2 separate regions of the Sus scrofa genome follow, and region 1 is linked to region 2. The links are chromatin contacts, called in public Hi-C maps. All regions are on one chromosome and are shown on one strand. The core of a region is the stretch at or near the end of the contact, and the rest is flanking DNA. Distances in the headings are between cores, read along the strand shown. Region 1 holds the start of KCTD21 (BTB/POZ domain-containing protein KCTD21). Region 2 holds the start of AQP11 (aquaporin 11).

What was found. A called contact is a pair of places that touch in the nucleus more often than the background predicts.
Region 1: a Hi-C map of liver shows a contact between it and region 2, with 5 times the contacts expected there. The contact joins the promoter of KCTD21 here to the promoter of AQP11 in region 2. A contact is called at or near these places in 1 of 5 promoter capture datasets (liver) and 1 of 47 Hi-C or Micro-C datasets (liver).

The regions. Positions count from the first base shown.
Region 1 is chr9:12,583,505-12,588,559 of Sscrofa11.1, reverse strand. KCTD21 (BTB/POZ domain-containing protein KCTD21) reads left to right here and starts at 2,703. Exons shown (of 2, transcript XM_021062565.1): 1 at 2,703-2,867. USP35 (ubiquitin carboxyl-terminal hydrolase 35) reads right to left here and starts at 2,532. Exons shown (of 13, transcript XM_013979184.2): 1 at 2,271-2,532.
Region 2 is chr9:12,061,974-12,066,971 of Sscrofa11.1, reverse strand. It overlaps AQP11 (aquaporin 11), which reads right to left and starts at 1,422. Exons shown (of 3, transcript NM_001112682.1): 1 at 804-1,422. The coding sequence starts at 1,422. LOC106504821 (a long non-coding RNA gene) reads left to right here and starts at 2,085. Exons shown (of 6, transcript XR_002335548.1): 1 at 2,085-2,300.

The DNA of each region.
Region 1 (5,055 bases), core at 1,454-3,953, 520 kb before region 2:
TCAGGGCCTCTGATCCTCAGAACGGGAAATGACCACCTTAGCCTTTCCCAGCCGGGGTGGCCGCTCCTGCTCACGTCATTGGCTTGTATCTCTCACTGCTGACATGACAGCCTGGGAGTGCCAGCAATACCCAGCCCACTCCAGGGCACACAGCAAACACACAAGAAAATCATGAGCCCTCCCTGGAAGGCCCAGATCCCTTTATCTGTCCCTCTGTCAATTGTGTACTGACAAGTCTCTGTTCCTGCACAGTAGAGCCCGACTAATCTTCAATCTCCATCACCCTCAAAGCACCGTGTGTATGTGTGTGTGTGTGTGTGTGTGTTTACAACTCCAGTGCCCTGCCTTACCCCCCCACACCCATCCCCTGGCCAGGCACCAGCTCATCCTATCCCCTGCCTGGTCTCTCCAACCCACCCCGCAAATATCATCAGGTTAACCTCAGACAGTAAACTCCATCTGGCCATGCCCCTCCTCAGGACCCTCAAGGCTCCCCAGCCCCTGCAGGATAAAGTCCAAACTCCCGAGCCTGACATTCAAGTCCTTTCTGTGACATTAAGCTAATGTGGGGCAGGGTTGGAGATAAACTTGACAAACTCCATTTGGCAGTGAATCTATAGGAATTTGGGCAGTGGGCTTTTTCCTGCTTGATGCCTTTGGGGACGCCTTCTCTGTGGGAAATGGCTTCTCCCTTTTCTCTCCTGATAAATTCTGACTCATCCTTCAATGCCCAGGTCACATGCCCCCTCCTCTGGGAAGCCTTTCCAAATCCCTCTGCAACTCAAGTCTCTGGGCTCTGGTCTCCCAAGGTCCTCTTCACTTCTCTCATCCCTTGGCAGCATAACCAGATTGACTCTATGTCCATCTCCTCCACCAGGACAGGCTCTCCTTTGGTAGGAAGTAGGCCCAATCCCCTATCTATGCCCACTGCCCAGCACAAGACCAGGCACAGAGAGGAAGTAGTGCCGAGTAACAGAGAGATATGTGACAGCAAGATAAGATAAAACTAAGCATATGATCAGAAAAGCATCTTCCAAGGACCTGCCTAACCCTTGGTCCCGTCAGTGCCCCCTCAACCGCCCAGGTCTGGTCTTGCCTTTCTATAACCCTGAGAGTCTCAAACATCAACCAAGAAAGCCCCTACACAGGTCACTGGACAGGCCTGAGGGAGGAGTTACCCATTCGAGAAATGGCACAAACAACCAAAGCTGAAGAAAAAAGACAACAAAAAACAAAACAAAACAACCAGTTCCTGGTTAACCCTCAGGTCAAAAGCTCACAGGATTTCAGGGGACAGGGCAGGGGGCTTCAAGTTCTCGCTCGACCTCTCCATACCCCAGAGCACAGCAGCCCCTCCAAACCCCAGCGTTGAGGAGCCCATTCCCTTTCCTCCCCGAGGCTCACACCCAGGCTCCCTCCTCTCACTCCCATGGGTGCCAGAGCCCCCTTGGGTCGGGGTGAAGGGACCAGGCTGTCCCTTTCCCTGGGCCCCCAGGTCTCTGGATAGCAGCATCTCTCTCTGTATTTTCTAACTGAACCTCTAGCCAAGGCAGGCCCTGGGAAGGATCCTCTTGCCCTACTACCCGGAGGCCCTGAGATAAAAAGGGGTGGGGGGCTCACTAGTGAAAAAGTAACTGGTCTTTTACCGAAAGAGAACAGAGGAGAGAGAAGGGAAGAAGGTGGGAGCACATACTCCCTCTGGGGGCCTCCCCTCACATACCTCTGATGGCCGCATCCCCACCCCCACCCCAGGCTTTCTGGAAGAGCGAGCACCGGTTTGACAACCAGGGTCTTCTGTTCGCGAGGGTTATTATAGGGGGCTGCACCGGAGCGGAGGATGCTGAGAATAGCAGAAACCCATTCTAAGTGGAGGCGGCCTCTTGGATCCCCCAGTTTGTACCCCAGCTCGGCCCCACCCCTTCCTCCAGTTACACCAGTGCACTAGCTTCTAGCCCAGGCTGGGGCTGCGGACCCCCTGAAAGGCGGGAGTAGCTTCAAGATACCGGGCGCGGGTACCCTCAGCCCTGAGAGGGGCGGGGGCGAGGGCAGGATCACCTATATGCACAATAGATAAAGAACGAGCTTGAAGCCCAGAGAGGGGCAGCCACTTGCCCAAGGTCACACAGCCAGGCCCAGGATGCACCCAGATCTCCCACCTCCCAGCACCCTACTAGGAATTCAAGAGCCCTAGGCGCGTATCCCGGCTCTTGAACCATTAGGGTGCAGACACTCCCTCCCCCCAACCCGCAAACATGCCTGAGCCCACTTACCTCTGGGACCCCAGTGGTCCCTGCCTCAGAGCCGGCTCCCGGGCGGGGCGCTCAGGCCAGGCTGGACCAGCCTGGGCCAGGCTAGGTCAGGGCGGGTCCTTTGCTTCCCCCGGAGTGGGGACGCCCTCTGCCAGGTTCCAGCTGGCAAAGATGCTGCTTCCACTGCAAAGCCCAGCCTCTCCACCCAGCTCTGCACAAGCCAGTCCCACGGCAGCTCGACTCAACCGCGCGGCCGCGGGGCTGCAAGGCTGCGGGGCGAAGTGGGGGGAGGGGCGAGGTGCGGGAAACGGGGCGGAGCCGGAGCGGGGACCACCCCGCGAACCGCCACTCAAGCCGCGTCCCCTTTAAGGCCAGCCGGCCTGAGCGCTGGCGGGGGCGGGGCGGGAGCTGGACGCCTAACTGCAATGTTTCCTGGGAGATGGAGTTCACTCTTGCGTGGCGGAACCGCAAAAGAGCCCATGGAGAACTACAAGTTCCGGATCGCAGCGCGCGGGTCCAGGGGCCGACACGCCCCTGGGCTGGGCTCCAGCCCTCCACCCTCCTCGCAAAGCTGCGCTGGCCGCCCGCGGAGGGGAGGTTGCAGAGCGAGGGCAGGAGGTGGGTGCGGCGTGGTCGGAGGTTCGGGGCGCAGGGATAGCCGGTGAGGGGACGCGGGCCCACCTGGGCACTTGTCCTACCATGAGAGGTCATCTAGCTTACCCTGGCCTCGCCATTCTCATCTGTCCAATGGGAATAGCAACACCTGTGACTGCGCGGGGGGAGGGGGGAGCGTTTTTGGGAAAGAGGGGGCGGAGCTGGTGGAAGGGGCCTGGATGGATGGATGGATAGATGATGTTAGGAAAAGCCCGGATCGAGAGGGCTAAGACTGTGGGAGGAGCATAGTGGGTGGGGCAAGGAGGGGCGGAGTGTCTAGGTAAGTAGGGGAACTTGCGCGAGACGGGAGAAAGGGGCTGCGGAGCTGGGGAGTGGGTGTTGAGAAAGCGACGAGGCCAGTGTGGGTTGGATTGGGTGGAGTGGGCCGAAGAGCATTGGGAGGGAGGGGCGGGGATGTAAAGATGAAAAGGATCCCTCCCAGCTCTTGTCAGCAGCGCTGAAACGGTTTGGGCAAGAGGGTGCCCAAATGGGTAAATGCCTGTGGATGCACGGAAAACCTTCTTTACCCATGACTAGAAATAAAAAGCTCATTCATCCCTTGTACTCAGTGCGTCACACTTACGATCTCATTCAGTTCACACCCTGTAAAGGTGTCACCATACCTGTTTACAGATGAGGAACATGCTCAGAGAAGTGAACTTGCCCCAAACCACCCAAGACTCCTTACTCCAAAGACCTTTTTTTCACTGCAGTGCAGCGAGGTAGGGGTTTAATCTGTAGTGAAAGCCAAGGAACAGACAGAAGTGTCAGCATCCTGCCCTCAGCAAGCTGTGTAACAGGACTGGCTTCCTCAGCCTTTCAGAATACCAACCTGGAAGGCAACCCTCCTGTGGTTATTGTGAAGGTGAGATGAGATGGATTTGAAAATCATTTGTTTATAAATTATTATTGTGAGGAGCAGGAAGAGCATAAGGAAGAGAGTGTTTGAAATGAGGTTCTTGTGCTTGAGGAAAACCCCAAGATGAAGCCTGAGAGTGAGGCAAGAGGATGAAGGAAAATTCTGGAAGAGAATGGGGAATGGTGACGAATGGGAGTCTACCCCAGAAGAGGGAGTACTTTGCTGTGCAAGCCAGGTCAAGTGGCTTCTCTGCTCCAGCCCACTTTTGCCTGCTGGACAACTCCTCAAGGAGGAGCCTGGGAAGCACCTTTTCTCTCTGGGGTGTAGGGGTAATAGAGCAGCTTGTGAGCTTCTTATATGAACTGGGCAAAAAAGGCTAAAAACTGTTGGCTAGAGAGGGAGGCCAGCAAGGAGAGGTGAAGGACAGTGCCCCCCACATAGTTCCCAGGACTGAGAGCCAGTCTTAATCCTGGTGGGCTGAGTAAGGCGGGAAGGTTGGTCCAGTTTATTGGGAGATGAATTTCTCACTCTGAGCATTGTCACTTATTTACTTCCAGGTAGTTACCTGAACCTTGCCCTGTGCCTCAGATTCCAAACTGAAAATCCAGGAGACTGTTTCAAAATTAAAAGTTTTAAAAATTCAGGAGAGGGTGATACACCTCCCTATTAGTAGATGACAGTTTGGCACTAGGAAAATGGATCTGACTGTATGGGGAAGAAATTTCTTCTCATTCCCTTACTCTGCCTGCTTCTGACGATACAGATGGGAGATCCCAGCCCTAACGAGGTGTCCACTACCCATCTACTTAAGGAAAGTGAGCCTTGTTAAGGGGTGAGAATAAAATGCTCTGGGGGTGCAGAGAAGAAAGGAAGGGCTTGCAGCTGAGGGGCCTGGCAGATGAATGGGATTTTCCTCAGCGCAGCCAGAGGGATGGCAGAGGGCAAACTGCAGAGATAGGAGAGGGTCTGGTGTGGTTGGTCTGTAAAGTAGGGGTCATAGCACTACTTCATCCAGGAGATTAACAGGCGTAAAGTGCCCAGCACAATAGTAACTGCTCAATAAATGTCAGCCTTTATTATTCCTGCTTTTGTTGTCGTTATGATTGCCATCATTTGCCCAAGAACAGGCCTAGGGCCACACAGCTAATAAAGCGTCCGAGCCCCAGTCAAGTACAGGCCGAGGGGAGGCCAGAGCCCATCCATGCACTTTCCTCTCCCCCATAAAGCCCCACCAGTTCTTTCTGCCCATGTACCTCTGGGAGACCCAGAAGTGGCCCCTCTCTGTGACCATTC
Region 2 (4,998 bases), core at 173-2,672:
TGGCTCAGTGGCTAACGAATCAGACTAGGAACCATGAGGTTGCAGGTTCGATCCCTGGCCTTGCTCAGTGGGTTAAGGATCCGGTGTTGCCCTGAGCTGTGGCGTAGGTTGCAGACGAGACTTGGATCCCGAGTTGCTGTGGCTCTGGCATAGGCTGGAGGCTACAGCTCCAATTCGACCCCTAGCCTGGGAACCTCCATATGCCTTGGGTGCGGCCCTGGAAAAGATGAAAAGACACACAAAAAATAAAAATAAAAACAATTCTTGATAGGCCATTAGAAGTTCATTTACAACTCAAGATGAATTATTAAGGAAATAAGAGGTTTTAAGTGATTTTGTAGAAAAAGAACTAAGAAATAGAACTACAGAATTTCTACTTCCCACTCTTACTACTAACCAATCAGGTAGTCTGTGCTTTAAATTGGAAAGAACTTTTTAAAACCCAGGATCACTTTTCAGTGAGAGTTTCAGAAAGGATTATACCAAGTTGGCAAGAAGTAGCTGATGTTATCTTTCCTGTCTACCATTAAAACAATTCCTTTGTAGGATATTCGAACCCTTGGCATATCTCTCATGATCTCAGTTTCAGCAGAGAACTGGCTTTCTCTGGGTGTTAAAACACTGAATGGAGGATCTATAGTTCAATTTTATCAGTAAAGGATGGGCTCCAAAATGGTCAGGAAACCGGATATATCGATATTGACAAGAGACATGGGGATTTCAAATATATCTTGGCCAAGAACTTAAGAGCCTCAAATCATCTAGGCTACAGACGTGCTAAGTGTTTTGTGAGAATAACAAACCTGCATAGACCAAAAAGGTGATGAGTGCTGACAGCAGGTGGATACGAAGCTGAGTTCGGACCTCCTGGAAGTGCAGCAAAGCGCTGTGGAAGATAAAGGAGCAGATGGCCTCTATGATGACCGCTTTGGGCAAGTCCACTTGGATGGGATTCCTGCAAGCGAAGCTCCTGTCCCTGACGTGATACTTGGTCAGCTCCAGACTCCACAAGGCACCCACGCAGTACCTGCTGCACAGGGCGCCCATCAGTTGAGCCAACAGCCTCATTCCACCTATCTCAGCGGACATCCCCCCCAGCATCATTTGCATCATCACTCCGCACGGATTGCTGGAGGTTCCCACCAGAGTCAGGCCATGCACCAAGGAGAAGAAGTAGATTAGTGTCAGCGGCCAGGTGGGGTGCCGGGGTTCCTGCTCGCTCAGCAGTTGCAGTTCATGGGTGCAGAAGCAGAGCTGGAAGGTAGCCAGAAACTCCAAGACGAAAGCGTGGGCCATGGGCCTGTTCAGCTGCTGCCGGGTGACCACGCGGGCCAGCCCCGTGAACAGCACGATCGACAGCATCAGCCCCAGCGAGGTGCAGGTGTCCTGCATCTCGGGCCAGAGCCCCTGTAGCGCGGTCATGGCTGGCTCCCCGCCGGACCCGGCTGCCTGCTCTCGGCTCGGCAGGAGGCGGTCTCTGGGCCGGAGGCCGAAGTCCTCAGCCCCGCCCCCCTTCACGCCCCTCGGGGCGGGCCGACCGCGGACTAGCGGGAGGCCCCAGGGGCGTCGGGCTGGAGGCCTCCCCCCCCTCCCCGGCTCTGTGCTGGGGTGTTGTTACCAGAGCCGGGGAGGAGGGGAGGCGAGGAAAGCTCTGCGACGGCTCTAGAGGAGGGGGCCAACGGTCAGCCGGAGCCGGACACGCACATACCCTCGCTTCCCTCACGGACTGGAAGCAGGCGCGGGTGGGGCAGGGAGCGGAGGGACGGCGCGCGCCCGGGGCCACTGCGCATGCGCGCGGCAGCCCGGCGCCCAGGCGCAGAGGTTTGCCTGGGGACAGACCCGCGAAGACGCCGGTCTCCCTGTGCCCCAGCGCAGAGCCGGCAGGCTCGAGTCCGCTGCGCTTCAGCAGGTGCTTTGAAGAACGAACCTTGAGGGTTTTGCTTCCCTGCCCTCAAACTGTAAAACGGTCAAGCTGGAAAGACCCCTAAAGATCATTTCGGCCAGCCACCTCGTTTTTAATTTATGGGGCAACTGAGAAGACGGGAAGTGACGGAGGTGCAGCGGCAAAGCCAGGGTGGGGGAGGGGTGGAGCAGGCCGGGGTGGGGGGGCTTTAGCGAGAGTAGACTTGAGAGCGCTTGTGTGAAGCGCCTGCAGCTGGTCTCCTGAGCCTTAGTTTACTTCGCCTGCCTGTAACGTTTAATCGAATAGATTAGGGTTGCATGACCCGCCTGCCTCATCGATTTGTTTTAAAGAGCATGAAAGGCTCATTGCACAGAGACTAGCAGACAGGAAGTGCTGGGTAAGTGCTAGCTTCGAGTCCAAAGGGCAGGTCGTGCCACCCCTCCCAACAGCCCGCCCATCTGGGGTGGCCCATTGTCTGTGCAGCTGGGAGGGAAGGCTTGAGATTCCTCACTCCTCACTCCTAGGAGTTGCTTTGTGTTAATGGGGTAGGGGTTGTGGTTTAGTGAGAGAGTTGCCAGTGCCGAACAGAAATGCAGAGGCAGTTTGGGGTGAAGGAGAAAAAAAAATACCTTTGTTGCTTTGCCAGGCAAGGGAGGCCACAGCAGACTAATGCCCTAAAAACTGTGCCCTCCCTTGGGAGAGATTAGGAAGTGGTTTTGTAATTTGGGAGCTGAAAACAGGGCCACAGATGAGGATCAGTCTAGATGCAAGCTTTCCTTCTCCATGAGAGTTGGTGTTTGGTGGCCCCAGGACTGCCTCTGGTGGTTCTCCATCCCTGGTTTTTGTTGGGAGTTTTAGTTCTGCAGAAGGGTTCAAAGATATTGTTGTGTATATTCCTAGAAGAGGAACTGGGACCTTGCCCCAAGGCTGCACTGTTGTTTCTAGGCTGTTCCTCCCTGGTGGCTGCATCCCCTTCTTTCCCTGATTAGCAACTGTCTGAGCTTGCCCTATGGAACTCAGGGAAGGTCATGGAGGCTGAAGCTTATCCCCTAAAATCAAGAATTGGGGGTACAGAAAGGCCTATACCCGGGAGCCCCACAGGGCCCTACCTGGTTTCAGGGAGTCAGGAGTCCAAATGCCACAGTATTCTCCAGCCTCAGTCCTGCCTCTGCCAGGCTCTGTTGACCACAAGTCCACATTTCTTAGGGCTGGATGGACAGAAAAGAGGAACAAAAATGAGCGGAACAATTAGCCTGAACTTCAGGTGACAGAGAACTTGGAAGGTGTTTTTGCTGATTCTCAGCTTTCCTCCACAATGTCAGTTTGTCCTTTCATAATTAATGAAAGTTCTCTTTAAAATGTCCAAGTTTTCTGTAGTGCCAATAGACATTCTCTGAATTAAAAAAAAATTCTTTCAGAAACCACACAAAATATATAGAGAGATGAAATCCTTCCCTTTTTTTCTGTGTTGGTGCCTCTCTGGGAAAGAATTTAGAGTACATTGAAACTATGTCTTGAGATGTCCCCTGTGGCTTAGCAGGTTAAAGATCCAAGGCTGTCACAACAGTGGCTGGGGTTGCTTCTGTGGTGAGGATTGGATTCCTGGCTTGGAAACTTCCAGATGCTGTGGGTGGGGCCAAAACAAAATTATATTTTGATCTGGCTGCTATTGCAGGTGGTTGCTTTTAAATCAGTCCTCTGAGTGTATGTAACCCATTCTTGGCTCCCCTTTACTAGAAGTCTCTTGAAGATTAGTGTGAATATGTTTTGTTGACTACTTTGCTGACAATTTTACTAGCAAGAGCCATGTAGAAAACTAGTCTTGGGAGCTTTGATTAGAAATTTCAATAACATTATACTATACATTGTCATTAAGTGAACTTTGGGCATGGTTTCAGTTAAAGAACAAGACCAAAATAAGCCAAATTATTACTTGTGATTGGGTATTTCACATAACATAGATTAATCTCTTTTGAGAAACAAGAAATCTCCAATTAATTCACCCTATTTCCTTCAGCAAAAGTATTTGTTCATATGGGTGACAGAGCTGCATCTTGCAAACCCAGATCTCAAAATTCCAATCCCAGAGTTCCTGTCATGGTGCACCAGAAACGAATCCGACTAGGAGCCATGAGGTTGCAGTTTCGATCCCTGGCCTTGCTCAGTGGGTTAAGGATCTGGCGTTGCCATGTGGTGTAGGTCACAGATGCAGCTCGGCTCCTGCGTTGCTGTGGCTGTGGCATAGGCCAGCGGCTACAGCTCTGATTAGACACCTGGTCTGGGAACCTCCATATGCCGCAGGTGCTGCCTCAAAAAGACAAAAACAAAACAAAATCAAAATTCCAGTCGCAAGACCAATGTCTTCTTGAGGAAGAACAATTCTTAGTTAGGTTGGGAAAATTAGAAGAGTCTGGCTTTTCCTGCAACTTTGACCCCATTTTAACCACTTTGCTTCTAGATATCCCAGAGATAGCCTATTTCTGACAAGCAGGAAGTACGTAATACTAGGTTTGGTAAAAACACTGGGTTTAGCGTTTGGAAATGAAAGTTTGCATCTTACTCTGCACAAACTGTGAGACTTTGAGGAAATCATTAAATCATTAAACTTCTCTGAGTTTCAATTTCCTAATCATGATAGTATAGTACAGTTAATAACTATTTTCAGGTTTTGTTGCAGAGATTCTTTTTTTTTTTTTTATAAAGGCTGAACCCATGGCATATGGAAGTTCCCAGGCCAGGGATTGAATTCAAGTCGCAGCTGTGACCTGTGCATTAACTGCTGCAATATTGGACCTTTTAACCCACTGCACCAGGCTCGGGATTGAATCCATACCTCTGTAGCCACCTGAGCTGCTGCAGTCAGGTTCTTAACCCACTGCACCACAGCAGGAACTCTGTTGTGAAAATTGAATGAGACAATACAGATGAAGTGCTTTGTAGTAAAGAGCTATTACAATTTTTAAAAATTGAGATATTCATATACCATAAAATGTACCCTTTATTTTTTTTGTTTGTTTGGGTTTTTTTTTTTTTTTTTTTTTTTTTTGCTTTTTAGGGCCAAACCCACGGCATGTGGAGGTTCCCAGGCTAGGGGT